Linked DNA regions of Mus musculus: region 1 is linked to region 2. A link is a contact called in public promoter capture Hi-C data. All regions are on one chromosome and are shown on one strand. The core of a region is the stretch at or near the end of the contact, and the rest is flanking DNA. Distances in the headings are between cores, read along the strand shown.

Region 1 (4,044 bases), core at 1,249-3,748, 55 kb after region 2:
TCTCCGAGAGGACATATCATACCCAATGAGAACTACTGGGATATATTATCAAAAATCAGATGATAATCCTAAGAGATACTGATTCGATATACTTGCTGTGTGCCTTGCATTCTGATAGGCATCTACAAACATTGCACTCAATATCCTGAACCACTTTACACAGACAGCCCTCCTATTAGCCCACTTATAGAGGAGAAACAGGTACTGAACACTTGCCTAACTTTTCCAAGGACTCACCACTAGGAAAGGCAAGCACCAGGACTCAAACTAAGTCTAACTCACAAAAACTCTTGCTCTAGGTAATTCCTCATTATACCAACCCTAAAACTAGAGTAGAGTCACTGAATTTGGGCAAAATGATTTGCATTAGGCAAAGGTTACCAGGAAAATAAATAACAAAAAACCCACAGGAGAAACATTTCAAAGAGCACAAGATAACTCCAAGTGCATGTGGCAGAACACAGCAAGTGCTCTCGTGTGAACTGTCCACATTAGCTGTGCAGAATGCACATAGAAACAACTCATACTGTGTTGTTGAAGCAATCCAGTCCCTGCAACACTGGCCTTGAGTCTGACAGAACTTCTCCTTTAAGATGGAAGCAACTCTGTGGCAGTTTTACAACCCTCAACCCAGTACCACATTTGTCATACAGTGCAGCTTCCTTTCCAGAAACATCTTGCCTCCAGGTAATACATCCTCAGTACAATTGCCTCAGTATATAAGGAGTGGTCAAGACCATAACTCCCTTGGACTGGCAACATAAACATTAATCCCAGGTACTTAGAAAACTGAGATTAGACGATTGTGCGTCAATAGCCCACCAGCTCTTCAGAGTTCAAAGCAAGCCTAAAAAAATTTGCAAGATACTGCCTCATAGTTTAAAAGCAATAGGAGAGGCTCAGGCTATGTGTAGCTCAGTCGGTGGTAGAATGCTTGCTCCGTGGCAGGAAAACTGGGAGTTGAGCCCTAGTACCACCACCGAAGGGAGGGGGGAAAAGGACTACCAACCAGGTCACTTAAGGCCCTGGACAGCAGCTCCAGCCAAGCCATTCCACCCTTGCCCTCTTAACACTTCAACCCACTCCATCCTGGCTCCCTCAGTGTTCCCACCTTCACATATTTGCACGCGGTGTTTCTTCCACCTGGAAAGCTCTTCTTCCCACTCTCCATCTGTTAACTCCCACTCAGCCTTCCTCGACAGAAAAGTCACCCATCCGGCCGGTCTCACCAGTCTCTCCCACTCTGCGGCCTGCTGCCACAGCACCCTGGGTTACCACCATCACAACACACAGTAATTGTGACTGTCCAGCTCTGCCTTTGGCTCCCTGAGTAGATAAAAGTACCAGGGACTTCCACTGACCACTCCCTCCTGGACCCAGCAACCAAGTTCTGCCCTCAATGGGCCTCATCTCACAGAATACCCAGTAGCGCACCAAACAGTGGTTCCAAAGTGCCTCCTCACCACAGGAAACTAGGGACAAACAGGGACAGGACAGCCACAGCCAAGGCGAAGGAAAAGACCTGTTTAACCTTGCCTTCCTGAGCAGAGGGTGAGAAACAAAAAGGTCAAGAGTCCACGAAGGCTGGTGAGAGTGAAAAGAGTAGGTAGACACAGAGGTGAGCACAAAAGAGCAGGCAAGAGGAAGGAAAGAGAAAGGCACCCTAGAGGAGGAAGACTACGACAGGGGGGACAGGGGAGTGGGCCCAAATCCCAAGAGAGCTGAGTCAGAATGATAGGTGGAGGTGATGTAGATCCCAGTGGGAAGAGATGGGGGCTGGGGGCTGCGGGGAGAAGAGTCTAAGAGACTTAGAGAGGGTCCCCAATAGACGAGGAAGACGGGCTGGGAATGACAGCGAAGTAGACACAGGCCCGGCGACAGGAAATAGACTTGATGATACTGGCAAGTGGCTAAAAGACTTAGGGAGTGAAAGGGAGGATACTAAGAGACTCAGGGGCGCTCAGGGAGATTTGAGGAAAAGACTCCGGATTAGAAGGCGCACGCCCGGGAAGGCAGCTGCGGGGCTCACCTGCGCGGGGGGGCGGCGGCTCCTCGCACTCGGGGCTCATCGGGGCGCCCCTGCCGCCCCGCCGCCGGCGGCTCCGGCCCTGTCGAGGGGCCGGCTAAGAGGGGCGGGGGCGGCGCCGGTGGGCTCGCGCAGGCGCCCGGGCCGGAGCTCGCGAACCCGCGCAAGCGCCCTCCAGTCACAGGGAATCCCCTGCCTCACCACCGAGCTTCGACGAGTTCGGGTCGTCGCGAAAAAGTAGGCGCACTCGTTCCACCGCAGAGCTCCGTGGCCGACGCGAGGCCCGCGCAGGCGCCTCCGAAGCAGGGCGACGGGGGAAGTCGCCGCGGGTTACACACTGACACGCCGGCACCCGCGGGACAGGAAAAAGAAGCCTCCGCAGCCCGACGGGTGCAGAATTGCACCGAGAGCCGACGCCCGTCCCCTCGGCTTTACTGTCACCCGAAGCGGCTGGGTCTCCCCGGCCCCAGCCGTCCACCTTAAGGCCTCCGACGCAGGGCTACCTCCGCCACTGTCCCACAATGCCCCGAGCGCGGGAGGACGCAAGAAGACAGGCTCCGCCCTCTCGTGGTCGCTCTCCGTGCGCAGGTGCGCGAGAGGCCGCTAGGTCGGCCTGGCGAGGCGCGTGCGCGGTGAGCGCTGGCGCCCAGAACCCGCCCACTCCGGAACTCCGCGGCTGTCCGTGCCCACGGTTGCCAATGTTCTCTCCCTGAATAAACCTAGAGGGCCCAGTGCGCAGGCGCTGCTGCAGCCAGAACCCCGTTTTCTGTGACTACATTCCAAAATCCGCTGAATATTCGGTTCTAGGATCTTTCGCCCTGAAAGCTACCTTCGGAAATCCGATTGTTATTCCGACTCCTTCAACCATATTTCTTTGACTCGAGTCAACTCCTAAGAAATCCATTCCAACTTTTCGTCCTCACGCGAAGCTGGTTGCTTTTGTTCAGTCGGGTTCGTCCCGGATGCCTAAGCGTCTGCCGAGGTTTTCTGGCTGACCTCCTACTCAGGCATTTGCCCAAGCCGCGTCTACTGTTGCCAGTTGCTGCACAAAGCCTCCTCTTGTAACAACCGGGAGGAACCCCTTAACGCCGGGATTCAGTCACTAAAGGGCCTTTTCTAGCGCTGAGCCTCGGTTTACCCCAACTTTCATCCCCTGCTCCTTCGTGCCCGTTTTAGAGGTCAGCTGTAAGGACTAGATAAATGCATGTAAGAAACATTAGTTTTCCTTTTTTAAAACAGCAGATTAGGACTTTATATTTCGGGGACATTTCACGTCAGTCATTATTTTGACTTTCAAGGGATGTAGATATTTTTCTCCACCCCTTCTCAAATGGCTTTAATGGACTTGCACAGATTAACACCTGTCAGTAATTTTTTTCGTCTTGTCTCTCCTGGGCTGTGCTGCTTTTAATTTTTGTTCGATCTTGTATCAACTGAGTTCTGTGTAAGAGAGCACCTTCATATTAAAAGTGAACACTAGCTCTGCTCCCTGTCTCCTTTAAGTTCAGCCTGCCCCCCCCCCCCACCCCACCCCCAATTCCAGGATGGGTCTTCTCTCCCCAGTTAGACCTTTCTGGAAACTCATACACACACTGGAGATGTGTTTCCATGGTGATTCTAAATCCTGCCAACTTGGCAATGAAGATTAACTTTCACACAAAACTTCAAGGATGTCGAGCTGGCTTCATGGGCAAAGGTGGCTGCTGTGCAAGCCCATAACCTGGCTCAACTTAAAATTCGATCCCAATACCCACATGGGAGAAAGGGAGAATCAATGCCCCACACTGTCCTCTAACCTCCATTCACAGGCCATGCCCCTCTTTATACACTCAAATATGTTTTTAAAAGTACGTGTGTGTGTGTGTGTGTGTGTGTGTTAAAGAACAGATGGTCCCAGCACAACACAGCAAGAAAAGACAGCAGCTCTGAGGTAAGAGCAACACTTATTATACCTTTAGTGACCATCTCCCCAAATCCTCTAAGCTCAGCCCCTCCTTCCTTCCATAAGAACCTTCCAA
Region 2 (4,110 bases), core at 789-3,288:
TGGACCCAGTTGGTCAAGTTCTGAGGGTCAGTGCCATCAGGGACCTCCCACCTCAGGGTGATGGAGGTGTTGGTCTGAGTCTCTGCCCTCGGGTTTCTCAATGGGCTTGGAGCTGAGAATTACAGCGGGGCTTCCAGATTAGAAAAGCATAGATCATTCATTATTCTCCCTCCCACCACCTTGTGCTCCACCACCACCACCACCACCCAGCTCCAACCTGAGAAACTGCCCTTATCCCTGGCCCACTGTGAACCATAAGATTCAGGGGAACTAGGATCTCATCTTTTGTCAAGGACAAGGTTAAAGGTAGGGCTACTCACCAGCTGCCCTGACCACAGAACAACCATACAAACCCTAGAGAAAAAACCAGGTAGGCAAGAATTAGCTCAGGTAAGGTGAGACTCGGGAGGTGGAGCTAGCAGGACTGACTGAGACTCTCTTGATTGATCTCTGTCCTTTCCTTAAACTTTGACCAAGGAGAGGAGGATGGGGATGGGGTATGATAAAGATCACCCCAACGCTGGTGCTCTGTTCAGTTGGGAGGACGGTCATGCATGGCATAAGTGGAATTCCAGGGAATCAGAGCCAAAGTTGGTTCCCTGATAAGGGCAAGAGATAAGAGGAGCAGTTTCACTTTCTGAAAAATACAACCAGAGGCATTGGGGGAAGGAAGCAATGGGCCAAGAGGGAAGACAAGAGGCAAAGAAAATGGGCTGAAGGAGGTGGGCCAGAGCTGGACACCTTGGGTTTGTGGGAAGAGAGTTAGGGCTTGGGCCTCTGGGTCTGCGGGAGGAGGGCTGGGCTTTGCATATGAGCAGCCTGGTCCCATGTTTACTCTCATACCAGACACCAGTATACGAAAGCTTGTCTATATTCCTCGAAATGCAGAGTGTTCTTTTTTTCTCCAGGTAATGGCCTTCCCTGGCTTCTTCAAGTCTCTGGCTGAGAGACCTTCCTCCCATATCTCTGGGAATGTAGATTCTAGCCTTTTCTCTCCTTCCCTCCTTCCCTTGGACCCCAGCTCAGCCCTGAGCAGAGAACTTACCAATAGCACCAAGCTCCTCCAAACCCCACAGTTCCCACCAGCTCTGGCCATATGTCCCGATACTGCGCAGGGGATGCAGGAGTCCCGGCTCTGCAACCTCTACTGGATGGACTTTCGACTTAAGATTTTCCTTTTGCCAGCCCATTGGTGAGGCCAGAGGCTGAGGCTGCAATGGGCGGAGGAGGAAGTAAGAGCTGTAAGCCTGAGAACCCAGTTGGGCCCTGCCCTGTCTCTTAGCCTCCTTCCTTTCCTTCTCGGCCCCCCACACAGACATTCTGGACATCTTCTTCTGTCCAGTCTGGAATCCTCAGTCTCAGCACACTCCATTTTGTACCACAGAAGCTTCATCTCCACTTAGGTACCTTCAGATCCCCTAGGTAGGCAGAGGTCAGCTCCCATTGTGTGTGAATGTGCCATGCAGATTTCCAAATGTAAATAGAGCCAAATGTCCATCTGGCTGTCCAGTCTTAGGGAATGCGGACACATCATAGCCAACCCATAGCCAGGTGTGGTGACTCACACCTGTAATACTTAAGGGGAAGCTGAGGCAGGATTACTATAAATTACAAGCTAGAATCAGCTCCTGTCTTAAACACACATATAAGCACATATACACTTTGACACAAGTGTACGTGCACACTTATTTTGCATGCATAAATGCATACACATGTACACACACACACACACACGCACACACACACACACACACGCACAGGCATACGCACACACACACAGGTACCCTGAAAACGGTATCTCCTCATATCCTACTGGAGCACTTGAGTTGACGGGGGCTCTGTATTCTGTTTCCTTTTCCTGTCTCCCGTAGACCTTTGCAGCTCCATCAGGTGACGCCTGCATGTTCCTCAACCCGTGGCCTTTGTATATTTTCTCTGTAGCACAGATGCAGTCTCCCACTGCCCTCTAGCAAGGCCTCTCTCCTGTTCTTTCCCTGAGATTCAGCTCAGGCAGGGTCCACACCAGGCAGCCCTGAGTTGTAGTCTATCCTGGTAGACTATTTACATTTGCATATCTCCCTTGTCACGGGGCGTTTCTGTGACCTTAAAAAGGGTGACTTCAATCCATGGTGACTCAGATTTCTCCTCTATGAAAAATGGTCACAGCTACCGGTAAACAAGCTTCGAAGAATGAGAGAAATGGTTGTCTGAAAAACCTTACCAGGGTGTGGTGTTTCATGCTTGTTATCACTGCATTTAAGGAGCTGAGGCAGAAGGTTGATAAATTCCATATCAAAGCAAGGTGTGTAATCACACCTGTAATCCCAATAGTGAGGAAGACTAAGAGTCAGAGTCCAGCCTGGGTGATGTATGGCCCTGACTTATACCCTAGGCTGGCTCAAACTCTCCATGCTCTTCACTGAACTTCCTCTCTTCCTGCCTCTGCCTCCAGGGATCTGGGATTCTAAGCAACTGTAACCAAGGGCTTTTCCACCCACACCCCAGTTCCTGAATAATGACTTGAAGGCTTATTATTTATTTATGAATGAATGCCTACGTTATTAGCTAGGCTTGTTCCTTAACTAGTTTGTAACTTAAATTAACCCTTTTATACTATTCTATGTCTGCCATATGGCTGGTTACCTCTCCTCATATACTTGAGTCTGGATGGGGAATCTTCCCATTTGACTGTTTCCCAGGGCCTTGTGCATTCTACCTAACAGAATTTTATTCCCTGATATAATTTTCATTTAGTTTTTGAGACAGGGTCTCACTTTGTACCTCTGTCTAGCCCTGAAACTCACTACGTAGACTAGGCTGGCCTTGAACTTACAAAGATCTACACTTGCCTCTACTTCAGTATTTTTTTTCCCCTAGAGTGTTAAGAATGAAGGCCAAACCACACCAGGCTGTTGTATTTCTTGAGACTTCATCTCAGATAGCTCAGGATGGCCTTGAAAGATCATGAATGCCTAATTGACTCCCTCCAGGTGCCACTGTGACAGGAGTAGACACTGTCTTTCCTAACCCTGTCCCAGAAGGCACACACCTACCACTAATACCTTTCCCTCTCCAGCACTGGAAGGCACAGCTTGAAAGTGTAAGAAGTAGGAAGTGAGAGTCACGGGTGCCCATCTTGGATGGTGTCATCCATTATGACATATTGGTTCACAATAAATGTTTGCCCTTTTTCGTCATTCTCACAATCTCCCTTTAATCAAGGAGAGTTACAAGGGGGAAGGGTGGGGAGGGAATTACCACTTATTGCCCCATGCTGAAAACATCTCAGGACATTGTTCCTGAGTCAGAGGAGGAAGGAATCAAGCTCAGGGGGTCATAATCAAGTGTTGCACTTTGGCCTCCAGGACAGATGTCACTTCCTAACCTGCACTTCCACCCTACCCCATCCCAACTCTCCTCTCTTCTACAGCTCCTGGGATATGAGGATACAGTTATCTGCATAGCTAACCCAACAAGGCATTCCTGATTGTTCCACCATTAAGAGGTGAGGCCAGCCTGGTGTACATAGCCAGTTCCAGTCCAGCCTGGGCTATATGGTGAGGACCTGTCTCAAAAAATAAAAAAGGAATATTAATTATTGCAGTACATCCAAGCCCTACAGCTGTAATCTCACCTCTTGAGAGCCTGAACCTTACCTCAAAGAATGCTTTTTCACTACCTAGGTACGTGATAAATGGCTATGATGATGGGCGCGCCTGTGAACCGATGTGAAGAGGACAGAGCTTCACACGAGTTATCTTCCTGCACTGCTCTCAGACATGTATACTTTTCTTGCTTTCTTTTACTCTTCAAGACAAGGTTTCTCTGTGTAGCCCTGCCTGTACTGGAACTCGCTCTGCAGACAAGGCTGGCATTGAACTCAGAGATCTTCTTGCCTCTACCTCCTGAATGCTGGGATCAAAGGCGTGCGCCACTACACTTGGCTCCACCTTATAGATTGAGATAGGGTTTCTCACTGAACCTGGCTGGAATTCACCAACAGGCTAAACAAGCTGGACAGTGAACTTCAGGATCTTCCTGTCTCTTCCCCACCCATCTCAGGTTATATATATATATATATATATATATATGTATATATATATATATAGT

The links. Promoter capture Hi-C pulls out the DNA fragments that hold promoters and counts their contacts.
Region 1: a promoter capture Hi-C map of macrophages shows a contact between it and region 2, with 6 read pairs. The contact joins the promoter of Ppp6r1 here to the promoter of Ptprh in region 2. A contact is called at or near these places in 8 of 39 promoter capture datasets (embryonic stem cells, epiblast stem cells, liver and 2 more), 3 of 115 datasets of contacts at active chromatin or transcription factors (the SCID.adh cell line and embryonic stem cells) and 3 of 9 other capture datasets (adipose tissue, liver and pancreatic islet).

What each region holds. Positions count from the first base shown.
Region 1 is chr7:4,656,452-4,660,495 of GRCm38.p6, forward strand. It overlaps Ppp6r1 (protein phosphatase 6, regulatory subunit 1), which reads right to left and starts at 2,499. Exons shown (of 24, transcript NM_172894.2): 1 at 2,030-2,499.
Region 2 is chr7:4,602,003-4,606,112 of GRCm38.p6, forward strand. It overlaps Ptprh (protein tyrosine phosphatase, receptor type, H), which reads right to left and starts at 2,039. Exons shown (of 20, transcript NM_207270.2): 1 at 1,785-2,039; 2 at 1,046-1,211; 3 at 321-354. The coding sequence starts at 1,096.